Regions from separate parts of the Mus musculus genome. Here regions 1 and 2 are each linked to region 3. A link is a contact called in public promoter capture Hi-C data. All regions are on one chromosome and are shown on one strand. Each heading gives the region's core, a stretch centred on a gene start, on an enhancer-like site or on the middle of the called end of the contact. The rest is flanking DNA. Distances are from core to core; before and after follow the strand shown. Region 1 holds the start of Tpm1 (tropomyosin 1, alpha). Region 2 holds the start of Usp3 (ubiquitin specific peptidase 3). Region 3 holds the start of Map2k1 (mitogen-activated protein kinase kinase 1).

The links. Promoter capture Hi-C pulls out the DNA fragments that hold promoters and counts their contacts. Capture Hi-C pulls out chosen DNA fragments and counts their contacts.
Region 1: a promoter capture Hi-C map of adipose tissue shows a contact between it and region 3, with 4 times the contacts expected there. The contact joins the promoter of Tpm1 here to the promoter of Map2k1 in region 3. A contact is called at or near these places in 1 of 39 promoter capture datasets (pre-B cells) and 2 of 9 other capture datasets (adipose tissue and liver).
Region 2: a contact with region 3 is called in a promoter capture Hi-C map of erythroid cells, with 21 times the contacts expected there. The contact joins the promoter of Usp3 here to the promoter of Map2k1 in region 3. A contact is called at or near these places in 2 of 39 promoter capture datasets (erythroid cells and liver).

Annotation. Positions count from the first base shown.
Region 1 is chr9:67,047,887-67,050,754 of GRCm38.p6, forward strand. It overlaps Tpm1 (tropomyosin 1, alpha), which reads right to left and starts at 1,327. Exons shown (of 10, transcript NM_001164248.1): 1 at 1,133-1,327; 2 at 1-25. The coding sequence starts at 1,246.
Region 2 is chr9:66,591,584-66,594,443 of GRCm38.p6, forward strand. It overlaps Usp3 (ubiquitin specific peptidase 3), which reads right to left and starts at 1,532. Exons shown (of 15, transcript NM_144937.4): 1 at 1,201-1,532. The coding sequence starts at 1,291.
Region 3 is chr9:64,251,984-64,255,062 of GRCm38.p6, forward strand. It overlaps Map2k1 (mitogen-activated protein kinase kinase 1), which reads right to left and starts at 1,622. Exons shown (of 11, transcript NM_008927.4): 1 at 1,230-1,622. The coding sequence starts at 1,309.

The sequences.
Region 1 (2,868 bases), core at 77-2,576, 2.8 Mb after region 3:
GCAGTGACACCAGCTCATCTTCCAGCTGGGAGTTGGCAGTGGAGTACGGGGAGGGGGGAAGGGGGAGGGGGTGGGGTGCGGCAGGCAGCGTGATCCCGCAAGGTGCGGGTTGAGGGTGCATAGACCATAAAGGACAGGGACAGCGGGAGAGAGAGAGAGAGGGAAAGACAGGGAGGGAGAGAGAAAGAGAAAGAGTTAGCCATTCGTGTGCAGTGCCTCGCCGCGCGCCCGGGGTACCTTGGCGGCGGTCTCGTCGGCAGCCAGGAGGCTGTCCTCCGCCTTGTGCAGCTCCTCTAGCACCCGGTCCCGCTCGTCCTCCGACGCCCGCAGCAGCTTCTCTTTCGCTGCGATGTCCTCCTCGAGCTGGGGTAGCGGCGAGCGGGCGCGGGCGGCCGGCATGGACCGGGTGGGAGACACATAACAAATGGGTGCCAGGTTGGCTGGAGCCCTGGGGCTAAGGGATCGCTGCTTTGGGGCTCAAGGGACCCTAAGATATCTCTCCCAGAGATCTCACTCAGTGACTCATCTCGCACACCACCCCCCAACCCGGGACCACACGCTCCGGCCGGCCGAGGACAGCAAGCTCAGGTTCTCAATTTGAGGGACTGCCGAAACATGTCCTTGTTTGGCTAGCTTTCCGTGTGTCTCCCATTCTGTCCCATCTTTGTTCTTAGGAAATAATTCAGTGACTCCCTCCTCTTCCCTTCAAAGTCTTCATCCCGTGTTGAGGGATCTTTCTCCCCAACCAAAAAGTCCAAAGAACTTCGGACACCTTAGGACTTGAGCCTTGCTCCGCTCCCCCACCCTTCCCTCCAGGCAACCCGGGAACTTGTATCCTTTCTCTCTTCCTCTTTCAAAACTGATTCCCAACCCTAAGAGTCAAGAGCCTCTCTAGGGAAGAAGCTCAGTGGACCTCGCAGACCGTGGGAGTCAGAGAAGGGCCACGAGCGTCCTCGGACGAGACAGAAAAGTTAGAATCAGTCTAACTCTCGCGCTTCTCCTTTTCTTTTTTAAACGTGCGCCCCTGGACACCCTGGCTGGGGATGGGATGAGGAAAGGGAGCCAGTTCGGGTCCCGGGGCTGAGCGACCCACGCTAAGCTGGGGCATTGGAGGTTGGGGATAAATGCAGACCTGCTTGCTCCGGTCTTCCGCCGCCTTCTTATCAGCCTCCGCTTGCTCAGCTCGATCCAAGGCGTTCTCTTTGTCGAGCTTCAGCATCTGCATCTTCTTCTTGATGGCGTCCATGGTGGCGGTGGCGAGGGGCCCTTAGGCAGCGGAGCGAGAGGAGACGCGAGCGCGGTGGGGTAGCAGAGCCGGAGTGCGAGCGCGGAGCTGCCTGCTGCTCCCTGATATGTACTTTCCCAGGGGGGCGACCGCATTCCTTAGGACAGCCAATACTTTTTTGGAAAAGCTTGTTCCTCCTTCCCCCTTTCCCAGTCTCCTGCCTCCGCCCCGTGCCCCCTCCTCGCTCCTCCCGCGGGGGCCCGCACGCCCATTCGCTGCCGCCTGCCGGCCTCCCAGTTGACGGTGGATATGACTATATATGGGGACCCGAGCCTCCGAGGCCGCGGCCGGGCGAGGCCGTCCTATTTCTAAACCTGCACGCCTGGGAAAGAGCGCCGGGACCTCGCTGGAGAGGAGCCCGGCACTGGGCGAGAGTCTCTAGCCACCTCTCAGAGCCATCGTCTGGCGGTCAAGGTCCCCAGAAGAGCCTGCCCGGAACCACCCGGAATAGGGCAGGTGGTGTGTGCGCACCGGCTCACTCTGCCTCCAGGTCCTGGGGTGCTGCTCATTGTAAGGTCCGGGGGCTGCCAGTCACGGCCACTGCCCCTCCCCTCTGGGCCTGGGAGCTCTCGGTACCCAGCTGGGTCCTTGTGGCAGCACTCAGCCCACTCACCAGTTGTCGTCCTGGGCTCTCACGGTCTGGACATTTCAACCAGAGCAGAGAAATAGAGGTGGAGGAAGGTTTGAGGGCCATTCCTGAGACCCTGTCTCTCTGCCCCTGATAGTGGACATAGTGACACACAGGCAGTCTCGAGTCTTTTCACCAAACTGGGGGTGGGTAGTAAAATACTTTAGGGACTTAAGGCCCAAAAGTGCCTGCGCTGTGCTTTGGAAAGGGCAGAGGGAGTGTGTCAGTGTGTAGCGGTCTAGGCGTTTTTCTTCCCTGTGGGAGTCAGTGGTGTGAGTGTGAGTGTGTGTGTGTGTGTGTGTGTGTGTCTGGTCTTTAGTCATCGGCAGCTGTGATTTGTAACAGCTTCAATGCTGTAGCTTCCCTCCATTTATTCATTTGCATGTTTTACTAGAGTCGGTTACTTATTTGGGGGGCGGGGTCATGGAGGTGCATTCGTGCTTTGGTGGACTGTAGAGGTCAGAGAGCAACTCTTTAAGAATCCAACACAGGGGGCTGGTGAGATGGCTCAGTGGGTAAGAGCACCCGACTGCTCTTCCAAAGGTCCGAAGTTCAAATCCCAGCAACCACATGGTGGCTCACAACCACCCGTAATGAGATCTGATGCCCTCTTCTGGAGTGTCTGAAGACAGCTACAGTGTACTTGCATATAATAAATAAATAAATCTAAAAAAAAAAAAAAAAAAAAAAAAAAAAAAAAAAAAAAAAAAAAAAAAAAGAATCCAACACAGGTCTTTGTGCTTGATAGCAAGCTCCTTTACCTGCTGAGCCATCTTGTTAGTCCAGTTTCCTTGCTTGGATCCTTACAGGGAGTTGTCTCTCTCTGTAAGGCATTTGGATGCTGGTGCTGAAAACATGGTACAAATTAGCTAAGGAAATGGTTCTATCTGTAGCCTGATCTCTGCAGAGGGAAAGGGGCCAGCCAGCTCAGCACTGAAGACAAGAGGATTGTCCC
Region 2 (2,860 bases), core at 282-2,781, 2.3 Mb after region 3:
GTCTTGGAGCTCCAGAAAACTGCAGTTATTTCTATTCCTTATCCTGGAGGACAGTTTTCCTTGTGTTACCCCGTATATTTTGCTTCAAGAATATAATCCCCTTTGAAGAAGTAGTACGTCAAAAGTATTAAAGCAGTCCCTAAACTACCTTCCTAGCTCCAATCCAACCCAGGCTGAAAGACCACTCTGCTGAATCGTCCCACCGTCTTTTCAGCCTTGCAGATGAACTTGATTTCTGATGCACACGATTCACATTTTACACTACAGCCCAAGCTGCCAGTGATAATCTTAAAGCTCATAAACAAAGACCAGCGTCGGCACCAGGGCCCTACCAGGAAGTAATCAAAGCCGGGTGGCCCGTCCGACCTTAAGTCCCGGCAGACAATGAGAGGGCACCGGGGCTTCCAAGGAAGCAGAAGGAGTTAACGCTTAAGCAACTCGAAGGCATAACATAAACCTACGAAGTGTCTTACACGCACTCGGGAATTCCCAACGAAATCCCTGCCAACCCGAAAAACTGCCTCGGAACAATCTTCGAAAGGCAAAACAAAAAAAAACAAAAAAACCCAAAACACCCAACCTCGAGCCGCCCCTCCAAAGCAGCTGTTGGCTGCCTTCTCCGGAGCTTTCGGAGCCCGCAGCCTGTTTTCAAACTTCACCCTCACAGGCTGAAGAGAGACTCCGAGGTGAGCAGCCCCCAGCGCAGTCCGCTCAGGGGCTGCGGGGGAGGCAGGAGCCTGTGGGAACCCGAGGAAACGCAACCCAAAGGGGCTCGCGCGCCGGCAGTCCAGACAAAGCTGCGCCCGCAGAGCGGCGCTTTGCCTGTCCGGCCCACGGGGGACCGCGAGCCCGACCCCGCCACACGTGCGGCCGCGCGCGGAGCCGGCCCTTAGGTTCGCGGAGCCTTGGGGTGCGAGCCGCCGCGTCATCCCGCCGCTGCGCGCTCGCCTCAGGCCCCCGCGGGCCTCTCCTCAGCCGGCCCGGCCGTCGGGCCGCGCGAAACAAAGGAGCCGCCACCGCGCCCGCCGCGCCGCGCCGCGTCCCCTCGCCCCGCGCGCCGGGCCCGCTTGCTCCCCTCAGCCTCCCCCCCCCCCCAACGAGGCCGCGCGCTGCCCCGCACCCGCGGCCCTTCGACGGCAAGGCCCGGGCCAGAGCCGGGACCTCGGGTGCGCGGCCGGCCAGCCCCAGAGCCGCACTCACCGCTGCAGCACCAGGACGACGGGGAGCCGTTGGGGAACTTGGCTGAGTCCGGGGCGATGCAGACGCTGGAGCTGAGGTGCGGACACTCCATGGCCACGAGGACGGCGGCGGGGACAGCCGAGGCTCTGGGGCGGAGGGACTTCAGAGGCTCCGTCTGGGGTCGCTTCTGACCCGGCACTGGGCAGACGGCGGCTTCTGGGTCCCGAGCCTTTGCGTCAAAGAAAGCAAGGGCTTCCGGGCGCCGGGTTTTGCCATCCGCCGTCTCCCGGCGCCCCGCTCCGGAGAACGTGAAAATCCGGACTCCTGGTTCTGCCGCCGCCCAGGGACAGTAGGCTTCCGCCTTCTCCGGCGGCCCCGCCCACCCTGCTGGTTACGCCCCCAGGCCAGCCCGGGCCCCGCCCCCACACTAGTCAGTGGGCGGGGCATTGGTGCTCACCCAGTGCTAGCAGCTAGTGTAAAGTCCTACGGGGATGTGAAGTGACTTTCCGAAATCTGCCCCCGGCCGCTGCAGCCGATTCTTGGGAACCCGACAAGTGTGGGTACTCATCCGGGGCAGAGCGGTCGGGACCGCTGCTTCTACTGCAGTGAGTTGGCTACAACAGCGAGGTAGAATATGTGACCACACCGCAAAGAGTACGGAAAATGAAAACCACTCACACCGACGTGCATTGAAGCCCCATTTTACACAGGAAGAAACAGACTTTTGGGGCGTGGCCCTCGATGGCCCAGCCGGCTGCAAAGAGCCCAGAACAGTCCTGACTTTCGTGTTCTCCCGGTAGCAGGCGGGGTCCGGAACTGTTCTGAGTTCTGAACTCTGGCCTGAGTGTGTCACCGGGATACTGCACGGCTGGGCCCACCGGAACGCCTGTGTTCGGGGTCCACGCCATGCCGTTATGACTCACTGATATCTCCTGCCCATTGTGGGTATTTTCATACCTATACCTCTTGAAGTTGAACGAAATAATCCAGTTTGCTGTACAAGGTCGCGGGTGCTAGGTAATAAAAAGAGGCAGTGTAACATTTGTTAGAAGCCCACCTGGCTCCCAGCCAGGCACTTTGCATACCACACCTCATTTAATCCTCAAAACACCCTCTCAAGCTGCTGCTACGGTCCCCTTTTTAACAAAAAGTGAAACCAAGAGTATAATTTGCTTTAGGAAGATTGGACCCCCGCACCCCCCCCCCCCCCGCTTCAAATCTCTCTCTAGAAAGAAGTGAAGAAGACAGGAGGAGCGTCTAGAGGTAGAGAGCCTGCCACCTCACATTCTCTGCCTTGAGGATATCTGGGGCTCCCACAAATCTAGCCTCCAAAGTTGGGCTTTCTTTCTTTGTTTGGTTGGTGGTGTTTAACCTGGTAAAGGGGCTTCTTTCCTTCATCCCCTGACAAGCAAGTGGAGAGGGAAGAACAATGTGCCAATCCATGGGGCAGGAAAGGAAAGGTCAGGAAATGATTAACTGGCTGGGCCGGATAGTGGTTAGTTAGCACTGGGCACCTCCCTGAAGTGCACGCCTCTAGCACCCCTTAAGCCACTTCCGTACACCCCACTACTGCACCCTGTAGCCTTCTGCCTGATAGTGTCCACCCACCTAGGACATCTCTGCCCAGGGTGGTATTTCAGATTCCTCAGTCCAAGCAACTCTACCACTTCCCCAAGTTGTA
Region 3 (3,079 bases), core at 372-2,871:
ACATATAGACCCTACCCATCCCACTCCATTGTCTCACAAAAATATTTGTCCTGAAAAGAGTTGCTGAAGAATACCTTACCTTGAAAGAGGGGAGGGGGACTTGCAGTCTGTTTTACAGGGGGTAAACTGCTGTACATACACACTGAACAAATGCTAATTATGCTGCTCAAAGACATATGTTACAAATCCAACGTCAAGGGCAATGTCAAGGACCTAAAGAAAAGATGTGTTTGAAGCAAGTCTTAATAATCTGGCTATGCTCACACAAATCCACCACTACCAGCCCTGCCATTGATACTACTGCAGGTATCAATGACAGTAACCATACCAACAGGTCCTGAGTTATTAAAATCTAGGGAAAGGAGGGAGGGGGGTTACAATAATCTCCAAAGGACAGAATGCCTGAAGCTACTTTCATTTTATCAGATACCTCTCAAGTCTCCTGACCTCAGGGAAAGATGAAGAAGAAACCCAACAGGTGGGCTCAGAAACCCACCTTATGAAATAAACTCTTATCTGTCTGTAAGCAACACTGGCCCCTGCAGATACCGAGCAACCTTTGGCTTTGTTTCCCTGGTCATCGTTCTTATGCCTCAAGTCAATTTCCGGCTCCCGGTCAACTAAGCAAAGCTGGGAGAATAACCGGTGAGGGGATGAACTGTTGCATGAACGGACAGATGAAGAGAGACTCCTCCCTCGAGCAAGGTACTTCTCAAGAAAAAGGCCACGGATGAGGGAGTCCCCAAAGTGAACCAGGGAAAAGCCATGGGGAAATCTGTGAACACACGCCCCCGCTGGCCAGGCGATCAACCGGCCACAAGGCCCCACAGGTGTCAGGCACCAAAAGTAAATGGGGCTCACCCATCCCAAGTCCACACTCAGACCCCGAGGAGGTCTCAAAGGTTAATGAGAAGCGACCTGAATTTGCTCTGCGTCTTGTTACAGGCCAGAATCCCAGAGTATGCCCTTTAGGCAATAGCTAGGGGGGGACGCATTAGGTTTCGTTTTCTTGGGCGAAGATTGATGTCGGTGGCCAGGGACGACAGACACTGTTGGGAAAGAGGGGGATCGGGACTTGTAGGGTGCACGGTCGATGTGAGTCAGGCACCCAATCAGTGCTTAGTCACTGATAGCCCGGCGGCCGGAGTTCCTCGCCCCCCGCCAGCCGGGCCGTACGTGACGAAGCCTCGCCTGGCGGTGGCGGCCTCCCGGCCACTCCCGGTACTCACTCGGCCGAGCTGGTCCCGTTAACCGCCGAGCCATCGGGGGCCGGGTTCAGCTGGATGGGCGTCGGCTTCTTCTTGGGCATCTTGCAGCCGGGAAAGAGCCTGCAACTCAGCAGGGAGCGCGCGGCCGCTTCTCGCTTCCTCCCTCGGCTCTGCCCAGAGTCGGGGCGGCTCGATCAACGCCGCGCTCCTGGGACCCTCCGCCCAACCCACGCGGAGAACCAGCTGCGCGCGCTCGCCGGCCGGGAACTCTCGCCTCAGCACACCGGTTCCTCGGGCTCGGACGGCTCCCTGCGCACTACCCACAGCTCAGCTACAGCCCCAGCTTGGAGAAAGTGCGGCCACCGCTGCTCCGGCGCTCCGAGACGCCGCGCACAGACGTCCCAGTGAGGGACTGGAGGGTGAGGGAGGGGCGGGGAAACGAGCAGGCCCCGCCCCCACGGGGGCTGCAGCGCTTCCCTCACGCCCGCCTGACTCCGCCCCCGTCGCTTCGCCGACAGCCAATGGGGACTAGCCTCAGAGGCAGATGACGCGGAAATACGTCACGGGAGGCGCGGCGCATTGGCTTGGGGCGGAGTTAAAGGGAGGCTTTCCGGGCGCCCTCTGCTGACCAGCGGTATCCAGGTGGCTGCTGTACGAGGTTCTTGCACGCAGGTCATCTTGCCTTTGAGTGGGGCTGCTTGGCCTATTTATCTCAACTCTTCTCCTCCCTTGGGCTGGGTCATTTTGACCCAGACAAAAGTACAAAATAAATAAGAAAAGGACCCCTTTTCGTGTCCTGAGGCCAAGCGGAATTGAGTAAGAGCAAACTAAATTGAACAAAAGCCAGGAGTGCACATTTTTAATTCCAGTACAAGAGGCAGAGGCAGGCTGATGTGTACGCATTCGAAGCCAGCTTGGTCTACACAGCCAGGGATACATTGTGAGACCCAGTCTCAAAATAAAAGAAAACTTGTCAAGAGACTCCTTAAACTAAACTGACATGATTTTTCTATTTTAATTCTACTAAAATGGAGGTACACAGCTGAGAACTCCGTGCTGCAGAGGTGGTAAATTAGTGAAGCCTATTTTGAGAGCAGATTGAAGTCTAATTAATGGGGTCAGCCGACCTAAATGTATCCAATCTCATATCCTCTTTTTCGTTTTCTAAGCCTTTTGGCAAAGTCAAGTTTGGAGTAGCCTGGACAGCTAGCGCAGAAGTTGAGGGTGTTTCTTGCTTTAACAGGACTCTAGTTGGGTTCCCTGCATTCGTGTTTGGGCAGCTCACAACCACCTGTAACTTCCAGCTGTAGTGGATACCATGCCTCTGGCCTCTGAGGGTACATGTACTCTTGTGTACATACCCAAACACACACAAACATCATTAAAAATAAAGTCAGGCACACACTTTTAATCCCAGCACTCGGTAGGCAGAAACAGGTGGAAATCCCTAGTTGGAGACTAACCTGGTCTACAGAGTGAGTTCCAAGACAGCCAGGACTACACAGAGAAACCCTGTCGTGAAAAACTAAAATGGCTGATGAGATGGCTCAGTGGGTAAGAGCACCCGACTGCTCTTCCAAAGGTCCTGAGTTCAAATCCCAGCAACCACATGGTGGCTCATAACCATCTGTAACGAGATCTGACTCCCTCTTCTGGAGTATCTGAAGACAGCTACAGTGTACTTACATATAATAAATGAATAATCTTAAAAAAAAGAAAAATTAAAATGATGATAATAATAAATCAGATAAATCTTTTTTTTTTAATCACCAGGACATAAATAGGTATTGAGGGGCATGCACTGACCAAACGGAGGCAGGAGGATCAGAAGGCTACCTAGCAAGTTCCTCCTCTACCTAGCAAGTTTCAGA